Linked DNA regions of Bos taurus: region 2 is linked to region 1. Evidence: chromatin contacts called from public Hi-C data. All regions are on one chromosome and are shown on one strand. Each heading gives the region's core, a stretch centred on a gene start, on an enhancer-like site or on the middle of the called end of the contact. The rest is flanking DNA. Distances are from core to core; before and after follow the strand shown. Region 1 overlaps MERTK (MER proto-oncogene, tyrosine kinase). Region 2 holds the start of MERTK (MER proto-oncogene, tyrosine kinase).

Region 1 (6,169 bases), core at 1,276-3,775:
CTATTTAATTCTCAGTCACCTTCCTTTTGTTTTCCTCATATTACAGTGTAAACACGGTACGTTATTAAATATCTGATATAAACAGGAGGCCTTGGCTCAAAAGGTTCAGAGTCCTGCTTGTCAATTTCTCAACATGTTTACAAACAGGGAGGTATACCACAGACGTGACACCTGCTCTTAGCTGGGGCAGGAAGGGATGAGAGAGTACGGAACACTCCGAAATACTCTCAGATGCTCCCCGAAAGAGGACACCTTTATTAGTCCCACAGCACTGGTTTCTTCTCTGTGCATCAAACACAACCAAGCAGACTGTGATAGAGGAAAAAGGGAAAAAAAGAAAAACGTGGAGAGGTCCACTTGGCTTCCTAGCAGCTTGCTCCTCGATGCAACTTATTTGTGGAAGTGTTAGTCGCTCAGTCGTGTCTAACTCTTTACAATCCTATGGACTCTAGCCCACCAGGCTCCTCTCTGTCCACGGAATTCTCCAAGCAAGAATACTGGAGTGGGTTGCCATTCCCTTCTCCAGGGGAATCTTCCAAACCCAGGGATTGAACCCAAGCCTCCCGCAGGCAGATTCTTTACCGTCTGAGCCACCAGGAAAGCCAAGCTTTAGGGAAGGGGCTTTACATCAGAGTGCCTAGAGGTCACCAGAAGAAGATGGAAAGAGACCTCACAGGACAAAGATCTCCAAATAAGGGGCTAGCGGACCCTCCCTGAGAATGTGTTGGGATGTCATGGTTTACCAGAAGGGGATGAAGAACGAGGAAGAGGAGCAGGCGTGCTGCTCGTGCGGGTAACAACCAGGGGCTGGAGAGTGCACAGAATCTGCTTCTGGCAGATTCTGTATGCTGATCAATCTAGCCTTCTTTGTAGTTCTAAGGGAAACCAAGGTCATGGCTACTGAAAAGAGGAGCATTTCCACTCATTTCACAAGTTCACCTTGAAAGACGCATCATTTTCTTGCAGGAAAACCTAGGGAGGAGCTGAACAGAGTGGACGATGAGACCCAAGACTCAGTGAGCCAGGAACCAGAGGGGAAGTGACAGCCAGAGAGGAAGGCAGGCCACAGCTCCAGTGAGGCTGCACCCAGGCCAAGGGTGCACAGCCCACCAGGACCCGAGAAATCAGCAGGCGCAGACAACCATGGAGCGGCACACGCGGGCAGCAGGAATCGGACTGCACAGAAAGTCTAGGCGTGTCTTCAACCAGCCAGCAAGGAAAATTCAGAGTAGGAGAAGAGCAGAAAACAAAACTCCATAAATATTTGGTCACTTTCTATTTTTTTTTAAAAGAAAGAAATACAAAAAAGAATCAATAAAGCCTTGCCTGAAAACAAACAAACTCTTGGTCTTTACTCATTTGCTTTAGGCAGGGTTTAGCAGCATCTGGTGAGAAGGACTATTTGTGTCTGCATTAATTACCAAATCCGGATTCATCTTACCTATAGCACAGGAACGGTTTTTCACAAATAATTCTACATTTAGTTTTATAGACATCACATAAAGGCTCCCGGGATGAAGGCAGGGTGCGGCTGGGACTCGAGATGGGGAAGTGGTTCCCCGTCTCCTCCCTTTCCCCAGCAGAAACAGCAGGAAAGGCTCAGCTCGCAGAATAGCAATCTAGACATCCCGACGACTGAGCAAGGAATTCCAGAAAGAACACAGAGAGGGGAGGGGGAGGATATGATTCAAGAAAATGCCCAGAACTGGAGATATGGATCTTTCCAAACCTGACCATTAGGCTGGGCAGCACAGCAAGAGAGAAAAGACCCACCAAGGGGCTTCACCAAGCCCCTTAGACATGTCACACATCTAAGATAAAGCGGAGACCCCCAAAAGCTTCCAGAGAAAGAAAAAGCAGGTAATTTATGAGTGAATCAGAACAGCATCATGCTTCTCAAGAACAACTCTCGGAGCAAAAAGATGACAGCAGGAAATTGTTTTCCTTTTACATTCTGTATCTGGTCAAACTGTCTTTTGGTGAGAGTAGGAAAAAATATGGCATTTTCAGATATTCAAGAGCCCAGAAAGCAAGTGGAGGGGGTGGGCTTCATGTAGAGTGAGGGAGTAAACCAGGAAGAGGGGAAGCTAGGCTCTGAGAGACAGGAGCTAGAAATCAGGAGGAATGAGGCTCCCAACAGCAAGAACAAAGATGACTCAGCCAGACCCCAGGCCTGGAGGGCAACGTGTGGGCTGGAGAGAAAGGAACGGCTCCAGGTCTGGCACCTCCAAGGAAAACACTCCAGTCCTGAGAATTGTGTCATTTTGAGAGGACATGCCTATTTTCCTTTTGAACGTGGAGGAGAATGAGCAATCAAAAATTAAGTGAACTAACAGGCAGGCAAGGAAACTATTAAATTCAGGAAGATCAAAAAGCTCGACAAGAAGGCCAATGTAATTACAGGTTGACGACATGATTTGGCTAAAAATAGCATTTCCACAGCCACAGAAATTGTGAACACTGGGTACTGATTTAACCACGGCCATGAGTAATACTCTATTAGATTAACACACCATGCTGGGGCCTGGCACGGGTACGCATGCACACCACACACCCACACACACCCACATACACACACACACACACACACACACACACACACACACAGGACTCGTGGATTGAATATCTCTGGGAAGCTACCCAATCAGTGGGTCACCTCTGCTCCCCATCGGGAAAGCACTGGGGGCTGGAGTGGGAGAGACAGACTACTTTACCATGTGCAGGCACTTTTAAATAAAGGCTTAAGAATTCCAACAGATTTTGGTCAAACAACTGAACAGGGGAAGACCAAAGAAACCATAGACTCAGACCCATGTCTAGACAGGAACCATCTGGAGAGAGCCAAGGTGAAGAAGGGGGAGTTGAAGGGGGACTGGCAGCTGCAAAACCTCATCCCCACCAGGATCCCCTCAGCTAACATAGCCCCAGAACATCCTACAAGGACACTCATCTCTCTGGCCTTCAGACCTGTTACAACTTGGCTGACCTGCTCACACATGGCTTGTGGTAGTGTGGTAGTTTAGCTGATAAGCTGTGTCAGACTCTTTTGTGATCCCATGGACTGTAGCCCACCAGGCTCCTCTGTCCTTGGGATTTCCCGGGCAAGAATACTGGAGTGGGTTGACATGCCCTCCTCCAGCGGATCTTCCCGGATCTGGATCAAGCCCGGGACTCCTGCATTGGCAGGCAGATTCTTTACCATCTGAGTCACATATATGTGGAGTGTATACAAATCTCTCCATCTCTCTGTGCTTCTGTTCCTTCTCAGAAATGGAGGGTCTAACACCCACCTCTACATCATGTATGGCACCTACGGGAAATCTGGAACTCAATAAATATTTGGTCACTTAAAAAAAAGAAAGAAAGAAATACAAAAAGGGACCAATATTAGTTGACTCCTCTTGAATACCTAGAGTGGTTAAATTCATAGAGAAAAAATGTGGAATAGAGGTTGCTGAGGGCTGGAGGGGATGGGCAGTGGGGAGTTAGTGTTCATGGGTATCAAGTTTCAGTTTGAGATGATGAAAGAGTTCTGGAGATGGATGATGGTGATAGTTGCATAAAAATGTGAATGTACTCAAGGTCACTGACCTGGATATTCAAAAAGGTTAAAACAGTGTTTTACTTTACGTATGCATGCGTGCCTAGTAGCTAAGTCATGCCTGACTCTTTGTGACCCCATGGAATGTAGCCTGCCAGGTTCCTCTGTCCATGGGATTTCCCAGGCAAGAATAAACTGGAGTGGGTTGCCATTTCCTCCTCTAGCGGATCATCCAAATCCAGGGATCGAACCCATATTAGCAGGTGGATTATTTTACCACTGAACCACCCGGGAAGCCCATGTTATATGTATGTTACAACGATCAAAAACAAACAAACAAAGAAACATTAAAAATGAAAGAAAAAAAACTAAAAATAAGAATACAAAAGCATTCTATTTAACCAGCCGTCATTGAAATGGTGCTGACAGGATTCCACGGATAAACCGAGTTCAGGAATCTGGTAAAAAATTTGACCTGAAAAGAAGTCTGAATTGAATATAAAGTGTCTGAAAGTCTCAGCAATCTGTGGCTAAAAATAGCTTTCCCAACTGATGGCTTGGTTGAACAAATGATATTCTTCCTTTCTATATGTTTGGCTGATGTCTCACGTATGATTCCATCTTTGGGGTCACCAAAAGCAGCAGGATAAAGAGCAACCAGCGATGGCATCAGGCAGACCCAGCTGGGGCAGGGCAGGGCAAGGGTCTTGGCTCTCAGAGCCTGCAGGGGCCGACCAACACACGTCTCTCGGGCACAAGCAGCACGCAGGAACCCAAACTACCCGTTTACCATGTTTACCAGGAAAATGCACTAAGAAGGTAAAATCCGTCCAGCTTGAGCCACTGGGAAGGATGCCAGAATTTAAAGAGCATTGGGAACTCTTAGACTACAAAGAAAACAAATATCGAACACTCTCCCTTTGCCATAAATCACCCAGTAACTAAATCTGCAGGGCCTGTCAGTACACAGGAGCATCGGTTTTTGTTTTTGCTTGAGGGTGGGTCTCCTCAAGTCTTCTGATCTGAAGGCTGGTGCCTTCCTGGAAAATTTTACCTGATGAGTGTTTCAACCTAAGCCAGAGAGCTTTTTTACACCTTACACCAGACTTCAGAGTTAACTGTTGTTGTCTAGTCTCTAAATCGTGTCTGATTCTTTGTGACCCCAAGGACTGTAGCCCACCAAGCTCCTTTGTCCATGGGGATTTCTCAGGTAAGAATACTGGAGTGGGTTGCCATTCCCTTCTCCAGGAAATATTTCTGATTCAGGGATCTAACCTGCAACTCCTGCATTGGCAGGCAGATTATCACTGTGCCAACTTGGAAGCCCTTAGAAATAACTGCCCCGGGAATTACACTCTTCTTTAGAGACTTCATCAGGAGGTCTTGGCTACACGGGGTTCCCAGGCTAGATGAATGGATACCCTATGCTTTGAGCTGATATCAGGTGTAGATGGGGTAGGATACTGGTTGGAGTATCAAGAGGGATGTCCAGCCTGGTGACAAGTCCTACAACGGAGGTCTAGCAACGGCTTTCGAGTGATGCACCATCCAGGATTAGGCATGGGGTGGGGGGCATGGGGCCAGGAGTAAGGAGGGGTGTTGGTGGAGATTTTCTGTATTAACCACCAAGCTATTGATGAGGAATACTCCAACCAGACACTGAGTGCTCCCTACACCCATTAATGCCAGATGACTCTTGACTCTATCAATACTAATAGACATCTGATCCCTGCTTATATGTAGTCATCTACCATTTGCACATTTGCTTAAATAAACGTGGTCCATGCAGTACTCTTGGTGGCATCTCCAACAAAATTGCAAGCTAATGAATTCCTGGGAAAATGGCATCCACTGAAAGCTTAGAACTAGTTTTTAACTCTTCACTTTGCTGGGAACCAGAGTGGATTTCCTTGGGGCCCATGAGATGTGAGAAGAGAGGATGTGAGGAGAGGTGTGCAAATCAGGCTCCCTAGTTAAGTTTACTCCCAGCTTACCACCTAGTTACCCTGGGCAAGTCATCCTAATTTATCAGGACCTCAGAGTCCTCATCTAAAAGACGTCAAATTAGGCTCTCCAACATCCTTCTATCTTGCAAAGAAATTATACAAATATCGATCATCTTGATCAAGTTACTTTAATTTACTTCATTGAATTACCCACAGCTCCAGTGCCACCTGAACACCAATAGAGTGAATATGTCAGTGGTGGACTTGATGCTGCTGCAAATATTACTCAGTTCAGCTGAGTGTCCATCCTTTGTAAGAATTCTGATCACTAGATTTGCTCAGTTGGGAGGTCACATAAGATTTGCTTCCCTTCCGAATGACTTTATGCGAGTTCAACAAAATATGTGCAAAAGTATACATTTCTCTCTAAAGTTAAAATTTCACCTAGTCACCTTCCAATATCTAAAGACCGAAGTTCAAAATAAGACTCTGCCGTTCTCCATAGTGGCTGTACTAGTTTGCATTCCCACCAACAGTGTAAGAGGGTTCCCTTTTCTCCACACCCTCTCCAGCATTTATTGCTTGTAGACTTTTGGATCGCAGCCATTCTGACTGGTGTGAAATGGTACCTCATTGTGGTTTTGATTTGCATTTCTCTGATAATGAGTGATGTTGAGCATCT
Region 2 (6,573 bases), core at 339-2,838, 49 kb after region 1:
GATTTGAGCAACTGAGCTTTCCAATGAAATTCTCACAGGAAAAATTCTGAAGTAAACTGCTTAAGTATAATTGAAGTTGTCAGGTACTCTTCAAAAACACCTTTGACCACAATAGGTTTATATAAAAGCTAAACCTTTAAGCTAAGGAAAAATGCTTGATGTGTGTTTATTCAGCATGCTGCTGCTGCTGCTAAGTCACTTCAGTCATGTCCGACTCTGTGCGACCCCATAGACGGCAGCCCACCAGGCTCCTCCATCCCTGCGATTCTCCAGGCAAGAACACTGGAGTGGGTTGCCATTTCCTTCTCCAATGCATGAAAAGTGAAAAGTGAAAATGAAGTCGTTCAGTCGTGTCCGACCCTCAGCGACCCCATGGACTGCAGCCTTCCAGGAGCTCTGTCCATGGGATTTTCCAGGCAAGAGTACTGGAGTGGGGTACCATTGCCTTCAGCATAAAGCCTGGTTAAGTTTCTTCCAGCTTCCTTAAGAAATACTTCAGAGGTTAAACTTCTAACCCGTTCGTTAATCAGCGACCCTCCGAACAAACTGCGGATACAGAATGGAACCATGAAACCTGCCTTCCTGTGCCTCCACTTACCAATCCAGTATCTTATGTTGGAATGCCTAGCAGTGCAGACGGAGAAGGCAATGGCACCCCACTCCAGTACTCTTGCCTGGAAAATCCCATGGACGGAGGAGCCTGGTAGGCTGCAGGCCATGGGGTCTCACAGAGTAGGACACGACTGAAGTGACTTAGCAGCAGCAGCAGCAGCGCAGAGGTAATACGCCTAGACGCTGACCAAGCACGTTAGATCCTGTTCAGCAATAATAGGGGTAAAAACAGCGCGTCCTCTTTTTCTGGCCCCCCACCCACTCACAGGGCGTCGCTGCTAAAGTAGCCCCTGAAGGCCCGGGGGTTCGGGGGGGCAGCCCGACTAGTCCCTCCCGATCGCGCTTTGGCCTTGGTGCATCGCTGCACCGGGACTGCGACCTCAACTCCCGCAGCCTGCGGGTCTCTAGTCCCCCAGAGTGGAGATGGGGTCTGCCTGCGGCTCCCAGAACTCCCGCCAGCAACTGGGGTCCAACCACACAGCCACTTCCAGTGAAAAGTTTTTGTGGCGCATTTCCCTCCGCCGAAAATTTTAGGACTTGCAGCGCAACCGGCCGAGCTCGGTTTCCCTCTCCGCGGTCGCTGTGGGCCCTCGGCGCCCACTCCTCCCCGGCTCCGCCGGGACACGCGCCCACTACCCAGCCAGGATGCCAGAACGGTGGGTACGCGGGAGCCCTGCACCTCAGCACCTGGCCCCTCTGGGGCGCGGGGAGGGGTCTGCAAGCTTGCCAGCAGCCGGGTGCGCCCCGATTGGCGCGCTCCCTCCTCGGAGCTCCCAGGCGCGAATCCCCAGCCCCTTGCACTCACCTCGCGTCCAGAGCGCGGAGAGGAAAAGCCACGGCAGGAACAGCAGCACAGCCCGCCCCATACCGAGATCGCAGGTCTGAAAAGTCTCTTCGGACCGACGGATAGATGGACGTCCGGAACCTGCCGCGTCGCCGGCCTAGAGCGAGCGAAAACAGCCCAGTCCCGGAGACCCCAGCAACCCGCTCCGAAGGCGCAGAGCGGAGCCGCGGTCGAAGGCGCCGAGAGCCGGAGCGGGGCGGACGGGGGGCCGAGTCTGAGCCGACCCAGCCAGTCGGGGAAGGGGAGGGGGCGGGAAGGCGGCGGGGAGAGGCGGGCGGCGGAGGGGGTGGAAAGGGGGCCGGACCCAAGGGGCGGAGAGGGGCGGGCCGCGGGGTGGGGTTGAGCCTGGGCGCGGGGGCGGGGGTTGAAAGCTAGGGGAGGGAGGTGAGGACCGTAAAGTGGAGGAGAGATTGGAGGTCTGGGGAGGAGAAAGTGCCCCCGGCCTCCCGGGGATCCAGATGTCCGACGAGTGCAGGTAGGAGGGACAGAGAGTAAGTTGGGGAGGAGCGTAGGGTGCCCGAGGCTGCCAGCAGACTTAAGACAAGGTGCCTGTGGCTTGGAGGCTGAGGCAGTCCCGCAATCGCGGCTCAGCAGACATAAAACCCAGGCAGCAACTCTCCCAGAGGCAGAGGCCACCTTGGCTGCGCTCCCGGCCGAGCGCCTTCCCGGGCCGAAGGTGTGAGGCAGTCCTGGAGTCTCAGAGCTCACCGCCTCCCGGGACGAACGTTTTGCTGTGCCCCCTTGTGGAGTCCAAGAGAGGTGATGCTCGTGGAGGGCGATGAACACCTACGAAGTGGGAAGAGGCGCCCCCCCACCCCCACCCCCCAGCGAAAAAAGTGTGGCGGGGCCAAGAGGGCCGTCGCAGAGAAAGTTAACCGTGAAAGAAATGTCAGCCACTTGTACTAATAACTGAAAGGATAACTTAACATTTTATATATAGATATGCACGCATACCGGTGGTGCCAGTGCAGGAGAGGTAAGAGACATGAGTTCGATCCCCGGGTGGGGAAGATCTCCCGGAGGCGGGCATGGCAACCCACACCCTTGTATGGGTTGTATTCTTGCCTGGAGAATCCCCATGGACAGAGAAGCCTGGCAGGTTACAGTCCATGGGGTCGCTTAGGGTCACACAGAGTCGGACGCGGCTGAAGCAACTCAGCATGCACCCACACACACGCACACATACTATCTTTAAGGCAACATCTTTAGAATTAATGTATTTTAATGAGATCCTTTGACAACATGAATCAATAATGTCATTCCTCTGCTAAAAACCGGACAGTGATTCCCACTTTCTCTCTGCATGAAAGCCAGAGTCCTGCCTTGTGGCCTACAGGGGAATACATGACCTGATCCCCTCTCCTCTCTGACCTCATCTCCTTACTCCACTTCCATTTATGCTGCTTTCTGGTCCAGAGTCCCTGACCCCAGTCGGGCTGGTCAAGTGGCCTAGATTTGGCTGTAAGGAGGCAACCAGTCCAAATGGATTTAGATCCATTGTTACTTAACTGACAGCAAAATCAGCATGATGTCAGCTACTGGCATCCCTAGTCCCATAGGATGACACCCAGCCAGAGGGGTGGACATGAGCAGTGGGTAGCTTCCCTGATGAGCAGCCAACTCTAAAGTACAGCCGAGCAGTTTCATTGATTTTCACAGGTGACTGCTGCTGTGTTGTTGGGTGCGGGGAGGGGGGCCTGGTGAGGAGGGGTGGAAACTCACTCACATGCCCAGCTGAAAGTCTGGAGAAGGAAGAGAAACAGGCGGGCTGTGAGATAGGGATATGAAAATGCCTCCAACCTCTGCTCACCAGCCTCACCTCCCCCTGCCCCAGGAGGAATCATGGGACAGTTTCCCAAGACCTGGGTAGAATTGAGTCAAGCCTCACCTGCACACCTACATGGAGATGTGCAGGGTTGCCAGGGCATCTCAGCAGACCCCTGTTCTCCTGCGGTGTCCTTGCTGCTGCTCATATACACCAGACTCTCTTCCATCCCAGGGTTTTGCACCAACTGTTTCCTCTGCTTGGAATGCTCTTCTGATAAACTCACACCCTCTTAGTTAATTCTCCGCCTTCAAGTCTTTGCTATGCTTCACATTCTTGATGAGGCTTTTGTTGTTGTTCAGTCGCTAAGCCAGGTCTAACTCTTTGCAACCCCATGGACTGCAGCATGCCAGACTTCCCTGTCCTTCACTATCTCACGGAGTTTGCTCAGACTTATGTCCATTGAGTTGGTGATGCCATCCAACCATCTCATCCTCTGCCACCCTCTTCTCCTCTTGCCTTCAGTCTTTCTTAGCATCAGGGTCTTTTCCAATGAGTTGGCTCTTCACATCAGGCGGCCAAGCTATTAGAGCTTCAGCTTCAGCATCCATCATTCCAATGAATATTCAGGGTTGATTTCCTTTAGGATTGATGGGTTTCATCTCCTTACAGTCCAAGGGACTCTCAAGAGTCTTCTCCATCACCACAATTTGAAAGTATCAATTCTTTGGTGCTCAGCCTTCTTTATGGTCCACCTCTCACATTTATACATGACTCCTGGAAAAACCATAGCTCTGACTATATGGACCTTTGTTGGCTGAGTGATGACTCTGCTTTTTAATACACTGTTGATGAGTAGGCTTACCTAGTATAAAACTGTCTAGTTATCTATTCCTGTGTGATATACCACGCCAGACACAGCATGGGTAAATCACAGCTGCTGTGTTAGATTCACAGATTGTGTGGGTAAGAGATTTAGACAGGGTACAAAGAAGATGGGTTGTCTTACCTCTTCCATCTCTGCTGAAATATTGGGTTCAATGACTGTGGACTAGAAACATCTGGAACAGGGATCAGCAAACTATAGCTGGTGGGCCTCTTGCCTGTGTTTGCAAATCAGGATTATTGGAACACAGCCATGCAGTGTGTGTTATTCATGGCTGCTCCTGTGCTGTCACAGCAGAGTCAAATAGCTGCGACAGAGATCAGAGGCCACAAGGCCACGTGATCTGGCCCTTTACAGAAGTTGGTCAATCCCTGATCCTCACATAGCGGGTACTTACACTGCAATGACTCTAAAGTCCAGGGCTGCAGATCAGAGCATCTCAATGAGGCTTCCCTACGATGGCCTAGGTGTAGTTGGAAGTCCTACAAGGAAACTCTAGGCTCCAAGAGTGACCATTCCTTCCAGTGACCAAGATAGGAGCTGCATAGCCTTTCAAAACCTAGCCTCAGAGGTCACCTGACTCCACTAAGCCAGACTCTCTGGGTGGATGGTGGATACAGTCACAACCCCACCCTCCTGGGAAAGAGCCATAACCCCCACCTCTTGATGATGGAAGTGTCAGAGGAGTTGTTTTAAAACTTCCACAGACATCAACACTAGCTAAAATGTAGGTTACTGACTATCATATTTTTTTTTTTTCTAATTTTTTTGCTGTGCCACGTGGCATGCAGGATCTTAGTTCCCCAAGCAGACTGAGCTCATGCCTCCTGCAGTGGGAGCTGCTGCTGCTGCTGCTAAGTCGCTTCAGTCGTGTCTGACTCTGTGCGACCCCATAGACGGCAGCCCACCAGGCTCCGCCATCCCTGGGATTCTCCAGGCAAGAACACTGGAGTGGGTTGCCATTTCCTTCTCCAGTGCATCAAAGTGAAAAGTGAAAGTGAAGTTGCTCAGTCATGTCCGACTCGTCGCTACCCCATGGACTGCAGCCTACCAGGCTCCTCCGTCCATGGGATTTTCCAGGCAAGAGTGCTGGAGTGGGTTGCCATCACCTTCTCTGTGGCAGTGGGAACACAGTATCTTAACCACTGAACCACCAGGGAAGTTCTGATTCTACCATTTTAATTTTATACTTGCCATGCCTCTGAATGTTATTGAATGTTAATGTCCTAATTATAAAGATATGTGATGGGAAATGTTAGTTTTTTAAAAAATAGATCCCATATTATACAACTATTTTCATCCTTATAGGATGTAGCCCAAAAGGCTACATTTGTGCAACTTTAGCAGGGTGACACCAACCTGGAACTCATACTCCAGTGTCCACACTCTCTCCTATATCTGGTGGGGCTCTGCACATTGCAAGGTGGAGCCCCTACTTTTATTATGTAAGAAAGAACATGGCCCATAGCAGTGTTCATCCAGGGGCTGGGGAAGACAGCCCCCGCTGAGTCAAGTGTAGAAGGGCTGTGTCTTACATTAAGTGGCACTGTGAACAGTCTGGTCATCAAGCATGTTCAGGATATCAGCAATGAGGTACAAGACTAACAACTGAGGTCCTCAGGGGAGCAGGCCAAACTGCACATGAAAAATGTAAAGACGGCCCTAGTGTATTTTTTTGTTTGTTTTATTAAAATATAGTTGATTTGCAAAATTGTCTTCATTTTTGCTGTAAAGTGACTCAATTATGCACATATATATTCTCTTTCATATTCTTTTCCATTATAGCTTATCACAGGATACTGAATATAGTTCAATATGGGCTATACAGTAGGACTCTGTTGTTTGTATCTCCTATATACAATATTTGTATCCATTAATCCCAAACTCCCAATCCTTCCCTTCCCCCACCCTCACTCCGCCTTGGCAGCCATAAGTCTGTTCTGTGAGTTTGTTTCTGTTCACAGGTATGTTCGTTTGTTTTAGATTTTAGATTCTACCTATAAGTGATATGATATGGTATTTGTCTTTCTCTTTCCAGCTTGCTTCACTTAGTGTGGTCATCTCTAGACCCATCCATGGTCCTCAAATGGCATTGTTTCATTCTTTTAAATGACTGAGTCATATTGCAGTGTGTGTATGTACCACAGCTTCTCAATCCGTTCATCTGTCAGAGAACATTTAGGTTGTTTCCGTGTCTTGGCCGTTGTGAACAGTGCTTCAATGAACACAGGCGTGCATATATCATTTTGAATTACCTTTTGTCTGGGTCTATGCCCAGGAGTGGACTTGCTGGATCAGTGGCCCTACTCTAAAGCCACACCCTCCCTCTGTCGGCCGACCCATCTACACAGACGACCCCCTCACCCCCTCAGCCTTGTCCCCAACTGGGGCCTGTAACTGACTTTCCACTCCTGCCTTCAGTCTGCCACATGGACCCCCAATTCAAGCTAGTCTCCTCCCATTCAC

What was found. Hi-C and Micro-C count contacts between places; a contact is called where the count stands out from the background.
Region 2: a Hi-C map of liver shows a contact between it and region 1, with 2.5 times the contacts expected there. The contact joins the promoter of MERTK here to the enhancer-like site in region 1. A contact is called at or near these places in 2 of 11 Hi-C or Micro-C datasets (liver and skeletal muscle).

Annotation. Positions count from the first base shown.
Region 1 is chr11:464,851-471,019 of ARS-UCD2.0, forward strand. The region is part of intron 2 of MERTK (MER proto-oncogene, tyrosine kinase); the gene reads right to left. Among named protein-coding and RNA genes, the nearest start is that of MERTK, 49 kb to the right of the region's middle. Within about 2 kb of position 2,526, at least 17 of the 102 cell types and tissues checked have an H3K27ac peak or open chromatin away from gene starts, as enhancers often do. A contact at or near this core is called in liver, where this site is marked.
Region 2 is chr11:514,898-521,470 of ARS-UCD2.0, forward strand. MERTK (MER proto-oncogene, tyrosine kinase) reads right to left here and starts at 1,589. Exons shown (of 19, transcript NM_001192024.2): 1 at 1,418-1,589. The coding sequence starts at 1,478.